Linked DNA regions of Mus musculus: region 2 is linked to region 1. Evidence: chromatin contacts called from public HiChIP or PLAC-seq data. All regions are on one chromosome and are shown on one strand. Each heading gives the region's core, a stretch centred on a gene start, on an enhancer-like site or on the middle of the called end of the contact. The rest is flanking DNA. Distances are from core to core; before and after follow the strand shown. Region 1 holds the start of Gfi1 (growth factor independent 1 transcription repressor). Region 2 overlaps Evi5 (ecotropic viral integration site 5).

Evidence for each region. HiChIP or PLAC-seq counts read pairs in DNA pulled down with a chosen protein or histone mark.
Region 2: a contact with region 1 is called in an H3K4me3 HiChIP or PLAC-seq map of the SCID.adh cell line, with 29 read pairs. The contact joins the enhancer-like site here to the promoter of Gfi1 in region 1. A contact is called at or near these places in 3 of 15 datasets of contacts at CTCF or cohesin (CD8 T cells, large pre-B cells and thymocytes), 24 of 484 Hi-C or Micro-C datasets (B cells, CD4 T cells, CD8 T cells and 13 more), 13 of 115 datasets of contacts at active chromatin or transcription factors (CD8 T cells, DN3 thymocytes, the SCID.adh cell line and 9 more) and 3 of 9 other capture datasets (adipose tissue, liver and pancreatic islet).

The regions. Positions count from the first base shown.
Region 1 is chr5:107,721,794-107,727,997 of GRCm38.p6, forward strand. Gfi1 (growth factor independent 1 transcription repressor) reads right to left here and starts at 2,550. Exons shown (of 6, transcript NM_010278.2): 1 at 1,931-2,550; 2 at 1,430-1,615; 3 at 1-70. The coding sequence starts at 2,045. RefSeq lists promoters at 2,181-2,569, 3,966-5,383, 4,137-4,371.
Region 2 is chr5:107,791,772-107,798,006 of GRCm38.p6, forward strand. Evi5 (ecotropic viral integration site 5) reads right to left here. Exons shown (of 20, transcript NM_001378824.1): 15 at 6,042-6,182; 16 at 3,928-4,086. Among named protein-coding and RNA genes, the nearest start is that of Ube2d2b, 35 kb to the right of the region's middle. Within about 2 kb of position 1,715, at least 58 of the 459 cell types and tissues checked have an H3K27ac peak or open chromatin away from gene starts, as enhancers often do. A contact at or near this core is called in the SCID.adh cell line and pancreatic cancer cells, where this site is marked.

The DNA.
Region 1 (6,204 bases), core at 1,300-3,799:
GCATAGGGCTTGAAAGGCAGCGTGTAGGGCTGGGCTTCGTCCAGAGAGCGGCACAGTGACTTCTCCGACGCTGTGAAGGCACAGGAGGCCATTGAGTCAAGTTCGAGGCTGCTGGGCGGAGCCCGCAGTGCACCATCACTATTGTCAGGCGCCCTAGCTGATTAGAAAGCCAAGTACCCCCGACACCCGGGGTGAAACTCAGGTAGGCCCGCGGGGCTTCCAGGACCAGTGACAGAGCAGTAAAGTGATACTTAAAATGATACAGGTTGAAGAGGTGGGTAAATTCGTTTTGATGGTTCTCTGGCTGGACCCCACCCACCCCCAGTCCCCAGAACCTGCTAGAAAGATTGAGACAGACAGGAGAACTTAGGTCTAGGGTCCTGACTCCTTTCAAGTACTCCTCTACTCAATTCCTTTCTCTTTGCAATAGATTAGGAAGAACGGAGAAGGCCGATCCACGTTGAGTCCAGGTTATCTAGGAGTATCAGACTAAACAAACTGGAATGTCCCCAAGATTTCTCAAAGCTATGACGCAAGGGGCAGCAGACAAGGGCGCGAAGTATGCCCATCCCTGATAAATTTCTGATGAAAAATTACAGTTAAAAATTACACTACCTTCAGAAGAACTCCTCTCCCTTCACACACGTGAATTTTGCTAAAATTGGATATTGAATGAATGCAAGTAAATGCACACTCCATTCTGGGCGGACCTGTCCCATAGCAGCTTGGTCACACAGCTAGGAAGAACCAACCCTCTGCTTGTGGGGGTGAATGAGCTAATAGTGTGAAAGGGAAATAGCCTGCTCTTAGTAGAATTTGGATTGGTCTCCTTTCTACTTCTGCTGTGACCCGAGATATCCCCCCCCACCTCCACCCCCACCCCACCCCCACCCCACCCCCATCAACTCTAGTCAATTGCTCCCTGGAAATGAGCCCGAGCATGCTGGTGCCCCTGCCTGGGCCCTCTTAGCAGAAGGGGAGAAAATGAAACTTTTGAAGACAGAGCCAGCGAGCTGAGATTTTCAGCAGCAGCCTTGCACTCCAGTGTGGTGCCCAGCTCTGTACCGCTCAGACTGCCCAGGTCTCTTGTTTGAAGTATTCAGGTCTGGGTCCTGGATTCTGGGATCTGACAATTTCTAAACAATGAATTCTGGACATAAAAGAAATGCCAGCCAGAGAAGGACCAGTTCGTTTGACCTCGCCTGTTAGTTCCAGGCAAACGAATTAAGGGCCAGCCTGGAGCTAAGGGACTTAGAAGGAGGCAGAGGACACTTTGGGCAAGGTGTCCAGCACAAAAGCTGGATGCCTCCCCTGAACCCTGTTCCCTTAGGAGCCAGATCCCTAGGCCGACCCTCTGCATCCCTTGTGCGGGCTTCCCTCCGTGCTGCGACTCCAGAACTCTGCCACAAGACCTCGAATCAAGGCTTACCTGGAGACACGGAGGGAGAAGGGGGCCTCCAAAAGTCCTCGAACTCGGAGCAGGGGTCACAAACGCTGCCTTCGCAGCTGTTGGGGGACGCGGAGGCCCTGTCGGGAGCCTCGGTAAGCTGAGAGTCGGGGGACAAACGCTCTCGGGGCTCCATTTTCGACTCGCCTGCACTCACAGCGCCGCCCTCTGCGGAAAAGATTCAGGAGAGAAATAAACCTAAACCTGGCCGAACTGAAGTGGTTCCACCGTGGCGCCCGTGTCCTCCTCTGTCCACTCTGACCCAACCGGGAGCCCTCCCTCCCGAATTCAAGAGCCGACTGCGAGCGCCAGGGGCATCTCTGGCAAGCTCAGCAAATCTGAGCACCGGGAAACAAAAACAAAAACAAAAAAGCACCCGAGGGGCGTTAGGATAGCCTCCCCCGATTCCTAGGAAACGAGGTGGCTTGGAGCAGAGTCGGTGTCCTCGGCAGCTGCCCTACCCGGCCTCTGCGCGCTTCGCACCTGCTCTGCCCGGCGCAGGCACGGTCTCCAGGCGCAGGGAGTAGTCCGGCCCCGGAGAACGCGGCTGGTGATAGCTGTGCGCCTTCTTGCTCTTGACCAGGAATGAGCGCGGCATGGTGGTCAGCCGCTGGACGAATGTTTGGACCCTCGGATACTCTGAGTTCTGAGAGAAGGGGGAAAATTGGGTGGAAACGAGGGTCAGCACCGATGGCGGTTGTGGTAGGTTCCCAGGCCAAGGAAGAGTGTGGGCCAGGGAGGAGAGAGGGAAGCCGCGGGAGGAGGGGCCTGGACCCAGGCGCCACGCTCACCAGGTGGCACTCGGACAGGTGGCACGAATCCCGGCCTCCGCCGCCACTGCAACAGCTCAGTGGTAAAACCTGTCCCCAGGCTCTGGCTCTGGTCCCTTTGCTCTGCCCTGCCCACGCCTCAGCCCCTCCCCTTCCCTACCAAAGCTAGATCATCACTCTCCTGAGAGCAGTAGTCCACAACTGGTCCGTTATCCCAAGTCAACCCTGCAAGCCCACCTGCTCCCTTCTGGGTTGTGGCTCACGCCAGGGATGCGTGGCTTAGTTTAGCCAGTCAGGGGGCATCAGTGTTTGGGACCCGGAAGGGGCTTGGAGCCAAAACCTCCAGGAGCCCCGCGACGAACAGAAGCGAAAGAGGGGCGTACTAGGGACTGGTTTGCCTAGGGACTATGTGCTGCAGTGGCTGGAGCAGAAGTCAGGAAGCCAGAGGCACAGGAAAGTGAGGTGGGAGTGGCAAAGGACCAACACTTGTCCCAGGAGAAACGCCCACTGGAATAGTGGTGTGGCACCGGCCAGGACGGCGACCACTGAGAAACATTCCAGACCTGTAGGCCTTGCTTCAGAAACTAAGTCCCAGAAAGAATTATTTTCTGATCTGCTCACCAAAAATCTTGTCCTAGGGAAGTTGAGTTTAAACTGCGTGCTTACTGGCAAACACGCGGTGCCCAAATTTAATGAGTGCCAACGACTTCGCGGGCCAGCAAGATGAAACCGGAGCGCGCACGAGTGAGCAGTGGCCAGAAGGCCTGGCCAGGAGGCCAGGGTCCCTGAGCATGACCGAGAGCTGGCGTCGCTCTCTTTAACCCCCAATCAGTTCACCTAATCTCGGGTCGAAACCTGAGCCCTGCAGGAGGCGGGGCTGAGACTGCGTCCCAGCTCCTGGCCCGCTCCGGGGGCGACCCTAGGGAGGCCTAGGGTGAAACGAATCCGCCTGCCTCCAAGGTCCAAGGCAATAGAGGCTGAACGGCGGCGGCGGGCTCAAAGACTGGGGCACAGGCCGGCGCACGCCCCGGGTCTTTGGGCTTCGTGCAGTTCAGACTGAGGAACCCGAGCCTCTTCGCCACCCCCCCCCAGGAGCGCGTACAGAACACACCCTGTTGTACCCACTTAAAAGGAGCCCAAGGACTCCTGCTTCAGATTCCCAGTCATAATGTATAGTCACACGCCTTGGTCGGGTTTGGCTCCCAGAACCCAGGCTCCGGCGCTTTAATTTTCCCGCACTCCCTGTCTGTACAGCCAGACGCTCCAACCAGAGGACAATTCTTAAAGCAAGCATGAAGAGCAAGAAAACAGGGCAAGAGTTCTGGAGGCCTCGATGAGGTTCGGTCCTGCGATAGCCAAGAACGGGACCCGTGGGAAGCAGGGCTGTCTGGTCCCGCGCTGGGTCTGCGCGTCAGCACCACGCGGGACAGGGTAGACACAGAGGTGGCGTCCTCGCCCAGGCCACAAACCTACGCTTCGGAGGGCTTTGCTGGGTTCCGGGTAGGAGGGGTAAGGGGATGGCAAGGAGGCCCAGCGCGTGGGAAGGCAACCTCGTGCTGCAGCTGGCGTCCAGGGGGCGGGGCGGCACGCTCCTGGCACAGCGGCCCGCCAGGCTTCCCCTGGTCATCTGAGGCTGGAAATTCGGGAGCTGAAGGCAAGGCGCTCAGAAGGAGGCCTCCAGAAGCCCGCTGCCGCCACATGCCCACCAGATGTTTTCTTCCTGCGTGGATCCCACTCTGCTATCTAACCGCTAAACTGTGTGCCCCTCTATTCCAGATCTTTCGCTCCACCGCTTGGGTGGCTCCAGAACCCAGCAGCCGATGCTCTGCAGCAGGTGGGGACCCGCCTGCGCCCTCGGGACGTCCCCACAGTGTCAATGTACTCCTACCAGTCCTCGAGGCCACCCCCGCCTGAGCGGGAGGCACAGCAGTTCAGCAAACCTACCTTCGGGGTCAGGGCGCGGGCACCGAGCTCTGAGAGTGTGCAAACTGAATCTTGCTTTCGGGAGAGACTGATCTGTCTCTCTGACTTTTTTTTTTTTTTTTTTTTTAATCTCCTTCGGAGCTCAGCCCCCAAAACCACAAACTTCACTTCCTGAGCGTTAGAGGCGCTCACTAGCCTTCTCAACCCCAGCCCCATCCCCCAGTGGGACAGCGGGCCACGAGCCTCCTTTGCGCAAGGGGTCAGGAGGTGACAGGAAGGGGGTATCCTTGCCAACTCCTTGGGCACCCCTGAGCAGCCCCCAATTTGTTTGTCTGTGGGATCGCGGGGCTATCTATAGAGTCCCCGGGATGTCTGAGAAATCAGCACTAGAAATGACTAGAAAGAAAATCGAAGTATTCTTGGCTCCTGGAGACTTCCGCAGCGAGAAGTCACAGATTCAGGACACAGATTGACAGGAGCTGCGGGCGCTGGTAGCAGGCAGCTCGCACGGCTCCCGTGGGCACCCCAATCCTGTCGACTGTTTGGGCAGCATCGCCCCGATCGCGGCCGTGAATCACCGGACCCCGGTGCCACCGGCCTGGAGTCCGGCCACTGGCCACCGCGTCCGCAGAAAGAAACCTGCGCCTCGGGCCCCGAAATAACTTGTTGTGGAAACACTTGAGGATAAATACGCCCAACGAAGCTGAAAATACCTTGACACCCAATCCCAGAGGTTTGCTCATTTCCCTTCGGATTTAGGTAACGGTTAAATTTGGAAGAGGTGGGCGAGCGTCGAGCCCAGCGAACAAGGGCCGGGCTGGTGGCGCGTCCCGCGGGCGCCGGCGGCATCGGTGGGCGCGTCCTCCCCACCCGGCCCCCGCCTCGCGCTCGCTTCCGGTGGTCGGAGCTGGGAAATTAAAGGCGACTTCGGAGCTGCGGCTCAGCTGAGTCTTGCTTGGTCCAGGTTGGGGTGGGGTGGGAGGCGTGGCGCCTGGGGCTGCAGCAGGGTACTAGGCCATGTGGACTTTTGGAGTCATTGCAAAATGAAGGCTTCAGAATAATGCCCACCGTGGTCTTGCCCTCAATGGAGGCGTGGGATTAACACTATTGATGGCAGGGCGGGGAGAGGAGCTCAAACCTCACTCTTCTGCAAATAAAAAATCCAACCACTATTGTGCTGTGTGTCTGTGGGTGTGCACCCTCTCCTCGCAGGGGTGAAGCCATTGTCAGCACAGTCCTCTTCCAAATGAGTTGGGCTGGATTTTGAGCGTTATTTCGTGAACCAAAATTATGAAATGAGATCCTGGAGGACGGGTGATGCCCCGCAGATTACAAAAACATACATGTTCAAGTGTATTGCCTCGTTGATTCTGAAGAAAGAACCCCCGGGATTTGCACTCTTTCGCCACGCACCTGACAATGAACTAGCCCTGCAACTATTATAGTTTAGATTAGTCAAAATCGTTATAAGAAAAAGCCCTTTCTGTGGGGAAAAAAAGTCAGTGATATTTTTAACTGTAAAAAAAATCTGAATTTATGCAAAATATTTGACTAGCATAGCATTTCTTTAAGATTTTTAATAAATTTGGCATTTTATCCATAGGGCCTATATATCACTGCTATGTGCTATGACACACATCCTGTCTGTTAACCAGTCCTCAGATGCAGGATTCTCAACACACCCTTTCTTTATAGATGAATGCAGAGGCATGCAATTTTAGAGGGGCTGCACACACTGTATTAGCTAACGGCATATTCTATGAACAATTCACTTATTGTGTGCTTTGTCGTGTCCTGTTGTGACTATCTCAAAATAGTCCCAACGCAAATCTTTACCTTGTTATCTTCTATTCTTTTTAACAGGGAAAATAAAAAATTCAAAAGAAAATTAAAAAGAATAATACAATTAAATTTCTTATTAAGCAAAACATAGAGTAAAACAGTTTTTTTTGTTTGTTTTTGTTTTTGTTTTCAATAGAAGCTCAGTCAAATTTTCCCACCTAGGCTCTGTGACTAGTGAGCAGTTTAAGTGCTGCTGGAGGCTCTGTGAAGGCACCAGCACTG
Region 2 (6,235 bases), core at 465-2,964, 69 kb after region 1:
GCTCAGTGGTTGAGAGCAGTCGCTGCTCTACCAGAGGAGCTGAGTTCAATTCCCAGCAACCACATGGTGGCTCACAACCATCTGTAATGGGATCTGATGCCCCCTTCTGGTGTGTCTGAAGACAACTACAGTGTGCTCATATACATATAATAAATAAGTCTTTTAAAAGATAATAAAGGTGTGTCATCATGTCTCTGAAATTTTGCAAATTTAAAAACTAATCAAATAAAATTTCTAAAAACCAATATAACTGCTGATACTAGGAATCCAATGAGGGCTGGAGCAACACCTCAGTAAGTTAAATGCTTGTCGTGTATGGCCACAAAGACTTCAGTTTTCATCTCTAACACCCAGCATAAAAGATGGGCATAGTGGCACATATCTGTAACCCCAACACTGGGGTGCAAACAGCAAGGGAAGACAGAGATAACGACCTCTAGAGCTCATTGGCACCTATCCTAGCCAATAAATGAACTCTAGGTTCAAAGGGAGACCTGTCCCAAAAAATAACATGAACAGTGATCCAGGAAGACACCCCAAGTCAACCTCTGGCCTCCATACTCACACCCAAACATATACAAATATGTACATATTCATAACACACACAATGAAAGGATTAAATATAAGATTAGGCATGAATACTGAAAAATATTAGTGTTGAAAAAGAATGTATAAGACACAGAAAATAAAAGAAGGTCCAATTTTTCAGCATTTTTAAAAAGCCATGTTAAGGTCCATTAATATTTGAGAAAATTTTATTCTTCCCCTGCCTGCCACAAAAAAAAAAAAAAAAAAAAAAAAAAAGAAAAGAAAAGAAAAGAAAAGAAAAGAAAAAAAAAGTGGGCAAAGTCTAGGCCTAGTTAGGTAAGGTTATATTCCCAGCTACTCAGGAGGCTGAGACAAGAGGATCACAAATTCCAAGCCAACTTGGACTATGCTGTGAAGTCAAGGCAAGTCCACGTGACTTGGTGAAACCATGACCCAAAGTAAGAAGAGGTTCAGAGTGCTAACGAAATATGCAAGTCAAGGAAAACACAGTATATATGAAGGAAAGAGAATGAAGGCACTTTCCAGCAAATATGTAATGCTTTAGAGATTGTTTTCAGCCTACAAAACTTTACTCAATTAAGTGCTCGTATAAGAATAAAGGCAACCTCAATTTCAGGAAGTCAGAGAAAGCCAAGTGGAATGATACACACACCTATAATCCTAGCTATTGCATGGATCATGAGTTTGAGGCCAGCCTGGGCAACAAAGAAGGAAGAGGGGAAGGGGAAGGAAGGAAAGGAAGGAAAGATGCAGCAGTCAGAATAAACAGAAGATTAGAAAGACCAAATCAAATGAACACTGAGCACAGACGACCACAGCGGCACCCAATCACCCAGAGGCTTACAAGCTGTGTACGAAATAATATGTAACATGCATGAACGCAGCAAGTTCTTCTGAGGGCCTGTTCAAAATCAAGATATAATTACTGCCTTTAGAATACATTTAACCAGGCAATTATTTCCAAATACCTCTGATACAAAAACAAAATGGAGGCTAAGGCTGAGGATTATCAGAAAACACCCTTGCCCCTCTAATTCCTTGCAACAGTAATAGAGGAATACTGCTGACTCCAGTCCCGACTCTAGGATATGACACAGAATACAGACAGGACAAAAGCTGTCTGGGAAACCAGCCCTCGTTCTGAAAATGAGGTAATGCCAAAGGAATTTGAACCCTGAAGTGCACTTCGCATAACCACAGAGCAAAACTCAGCTCAGCCCATCTGACAGTATTAACTCAAACTTGCCACATGAAAGGCCTGGCAGAGGGAAATATGTACCCATTGCTAGGCACAAAAACTATTTACCTTAGTTATTTATTGCCCTATACAAGATACCCAATTGCTGCTATCTAGCCCCTTCCCCATACTATGGATGTCTGTTTCAAGATAACCAATCTTTCTTGGTGTACACTTATTGGGGCACATGAAAATGTGTGCAATAATTTACAAAGCATGTGACAAAGCAAGGAGAGACAGAAGTACATAACAAGAGACCAACCAGTGTGCAGAATCAGCCTTAGGATGACACAGAAATTGAATTATCTGATAGGAGATATATATATGGGTCATAATCATATATAAGCTTACGTAGAGATATAAATGAATTTTGCTCATAAAATAAAACTTTCCACTATAAAATCTAATTTCTACTTTTCCTAATTCTAGCCTCTTTCATATTTTTAATTTCAATAAAACTTTTTGAAAGTAATTAGATGATAAGAAACAAGCTATGTTTATCCTAAGAACTGCTTATTCACTATCTCGTGCCTGACATGGAATGTCATTGAGATACAAAGTGCCGCATGAGTAGACTATGCCCCCTACTGACTGAAGAGATCCTCTGAAAACCAATCACATGCTTAGTTACCCCTCCTATGTATCCATGAATTCACACTGCTAAGGATTGAAGTTTTTGAAAGTGTATCTGTACTGCACATGTGTAGACATTTATTATTCCCTAAACAGTATACTGTAAAAATTATTTCTATTAGTGCTATATTAGGCCTTGTACCTAAGGATGGTTTAAAGTATACTGGAGAATGCATATACATATATTATTACAAATATTATATAAAAATAATAAACCATTTTATTTAAGGAACTTGAGCACCTGAAGATTGCAGTACTAGCAGAGATTCTGTAATCTGCCCCATGGATCCCACAGGACAACCTTATGTGAAATATAGCTCAGAAGAATGTAATTCAAAAAAGCCAAACTTACCTTTACAATACAACAGGTTTTATAAACAAAATGATTTGCACATCTTAGGCCAAATATATTTAAGATAGGCATTTAATACAGAAAAGGGAACATTAGGAGACTTAATTACTCAGGATCATACTTGAAAAGGCAGAATGCACATTGTAGCAGACACATGATTCTCTACTGGAAATGTATAGAGACAGTTTTAGCCATTACACAGAAAACCATCTGGTAGGCAGAGCCAGGATGCTGCTAAAAATCCTATAATGCACAGGCTAGATAAATAAAACAAATAATTTCTTGCTCAAACGTTTAAAAAATATTCAAGTTGAGGAATCTTGCTCTACATAAATTTTCCTTCTTAATTTGTGCAATAAGGCAACTCTATGAGTTTTACTAATAAGCCCAAAAGTCTAACTTGTTTCAATTTTATTGAAGGGTCAAAGCAGAGATTGTATCTCAGAAGAAAAAAAATCTTTCTGCCTATAATGCCAGCACTGGGAGGCTGGGGCATTATCTGTCATTAGTTTGAGGCCAATCCAGGATACAGAGTGAGTGACAAGCCAGCCAGGGATATAGCACAACTTTGTCTCAATAATAATAATAATAATAATAATAATAATAATAATAATAATAATAATAATCCACAAAAACAAAGCTAAAACAAAGCAAACAGTACTGGCGCAATGGCCCAGTGAGAGCGCCTGCTGCATAAGCCTGGAGACCTGAGTCTAGATCCCCAGCACTCATATGAAAGGTGGGCTCACATTTATAACTCTAGGGTTACACAGACAGACTGAAGTTGCTAGCCAGCCAGCTTAATTGAAACAAACAACAACAACAACAATGGTGCATTGCTGGAGCTCCCGCTTTGGTAACAGGTGCTGTCTTAAAAGAACAGGAGCAGACAGCAATAGGTAGGTTTTAGCTGTCTGCGTGAGGACTAGAAACTACTGTCTAGACCTCAGCTTTTATGTCAGTTCTCAGGATTACACCACCGTGAACCTCATTCACTTACCACTCCCTTAAACACAGTGGCATGGCATTCAAACTTCGCATTTAAAACCTACATTTTCACTCTTCCTAACTTTATAGTCAGTTACTTTTGAGAAAACAACTGTGTAAGACTTGGATCTAGAGATGTATTCCACCCACCTGGGCCTGCCCGCCATACCTGTGTCTCCATTTCCATCATCCTTTGCTTCATCTCTCTTATTTCTGCCTGTGTTTCCGCCTCTCTAAGGCGAATGCTCATCAGCTCATCCTGTAACTCATTCACAGCATTTTTCTTGGGTGGGTCTTTCCATCTTCCAGAAGTTCGAGCTAAGTGACGCTAAAGCATAAAACATTACTATATCGCAACAAGTACTCTATAGAGGATGAACAAACTTTACAGAGCACGTGTGTAAGCACTGTTTGCTAAGAGACGCTTTTGCTTTGTAATTAGTACTCCTGGTTGGCTAGACATATGCTCTTCCTGTCTCAGGCCTCCTAAGAGCTGCGATTCCAGATACACACCACCATGCCCAGCTTAATTTAAACTGTTGCAAACCTGGGTATTTTTCAAAATTCATTTTTTAAAAGCCATGTTCTTCTAAAATTATATTACACATATCACTGGTTTTGGGGTGGGGATGCTCCACAGCACATACATGGAGCGCAGAGGACAACCTGCAAGAGTCAGTTCTCTTTCACAGTGTGAATCCAGGGGACCCAACTCAGGTCCTCCGAGGCCTTGCAGCAACTGTCTCCTCGCACTGAGTCGTCTCACAGGACCCCTCAAAGACCAAGTTCAACATTTACTAGATCTCTCTCTCTTCCCATCCTCCCACCCTCTCAACCTTCCCCCAGTTCCCCAACCCTCCCACCCCATTCAAACAAAGTCCACCATTCTGAAACTGTGTAGGGTTTTTTTTTTTTGGGGGGGGGGGTTGAAGACAGGGTTTCTCTGTGTAGCCCTGGCTGTCCTGGAAGTCACTCTGTAGACCAGTCTGGCCTCAAACTCAGAAATCTGACTGCCTCTGCCTCCTAAGTGCTGGAATTAAAGGTGTGCGCTTCACCACCCCAGTACCTACTTTTTAAAAACTCATTCCTCTCTGTCTTACAGATTGCTACATTTTGCTCTTTCCCTAATTTCTCTCACAAGTAGATACATTTGTGGGAATATACCTAAAGCAGCATTTATTTTGTCACAAGCATTTTCAAAAGAAGTTAAAAATGTACATATATCATTGGCGTCCCCTTCAGGTGTTTCACACTTTCCAAATAGTAAAGAAAATCTTTGGTTGATAAATGAATAGACTATCAACTTGCCCTCTGAGTTCCATTTCTAGGGCTGGAGAGATGGCTCAGCAGTTAAAGGCTAGGTTCACAACCAAAAATATAAATTCCATTTCTATACCATAAGTTACTGCAATTCATCAGACAAATTTCCCCGTGCAGTGGGCTGTAGCTAACACAGAAGCTGGCAAGTGATCAAAGTGCAGAGAACAAGTTCACATGGACAGCTCAGCCATAAAGGAGGCATCTGTGTCACACTTCCTGCCAGCAAGACCTGGGGACCACTGTCAGAGAGGATGGAAAAGCCTAAAGCCAGTGATTGGGGAAGACTGGGGCACAGCAGTGTCTTCTGGGAGTCACAGGACCACTGCACTCCTGAGCTCTCAGCAGCTGTATAATAATCAAGCCAGAGAGCATTCCAGCATGAAGCAGGCCAAGTTCTTGAGCTCCTGACAGTTGCTCCTGGATAAGGCAGCATCAGTTTTCTTTAAGAATGTGGCCCCTCAGTTGGGCAGTGGTGGTACACACCTTTAATCCCAAAACTTGGGAGGCAGAGGCAGGCAGATTTCTGAGTTCAAGGACAGCCTGGTCTACAGAGTGAGTTCCAGGACAGCCAGGGCTACACAGAGATCCCTGTCTCAAAAAAAAAAAAAAAAAAAAAAAGGAAAAGAAAAAGAAAAAGAAAAAGAAAAAGAAAAAGAAAAAGAAAAAGAAAAAGAAAAAGAAAAAGAAAAAGAAAAAGAAAAAATGTGGCTCCTAGTAGATTAATCATACTCAAATGGATGACCCTATAACCATAAGTATCTGGGCAGCACAAACTGTACTAGTGAGTTTAGGAAAAGGAGGACCTAAAGGTGGGAAGGAAGGCAAAGGATGTGTCTGGGAGGATTTGGGGGTGTCTCAATCGTGACACAAAGCAAGATTCTTCATTACCAGCTATTTCAAATTCACACAAACTAAGTGCATCGGTTTTAGTTCCTTTCAGAAAGCACGTCAGGCCTGACATACCTGCCAGTGCTCTTCTAAGGTTCTGACTTGCTGTCGAAGTTCTTTCAAACCCATAATGGCTTCGGCTTCCCTCAGCTTCACAGCGATGAGTTCCTCCTGAAGCCTTGCAATATTATTCTCATCAGGAAATGAGTTGTTCTTCTAAAGTCAGAAAAATTTGAGATTTTTTAAAAATTAGTTGTGTATTCCTGTTT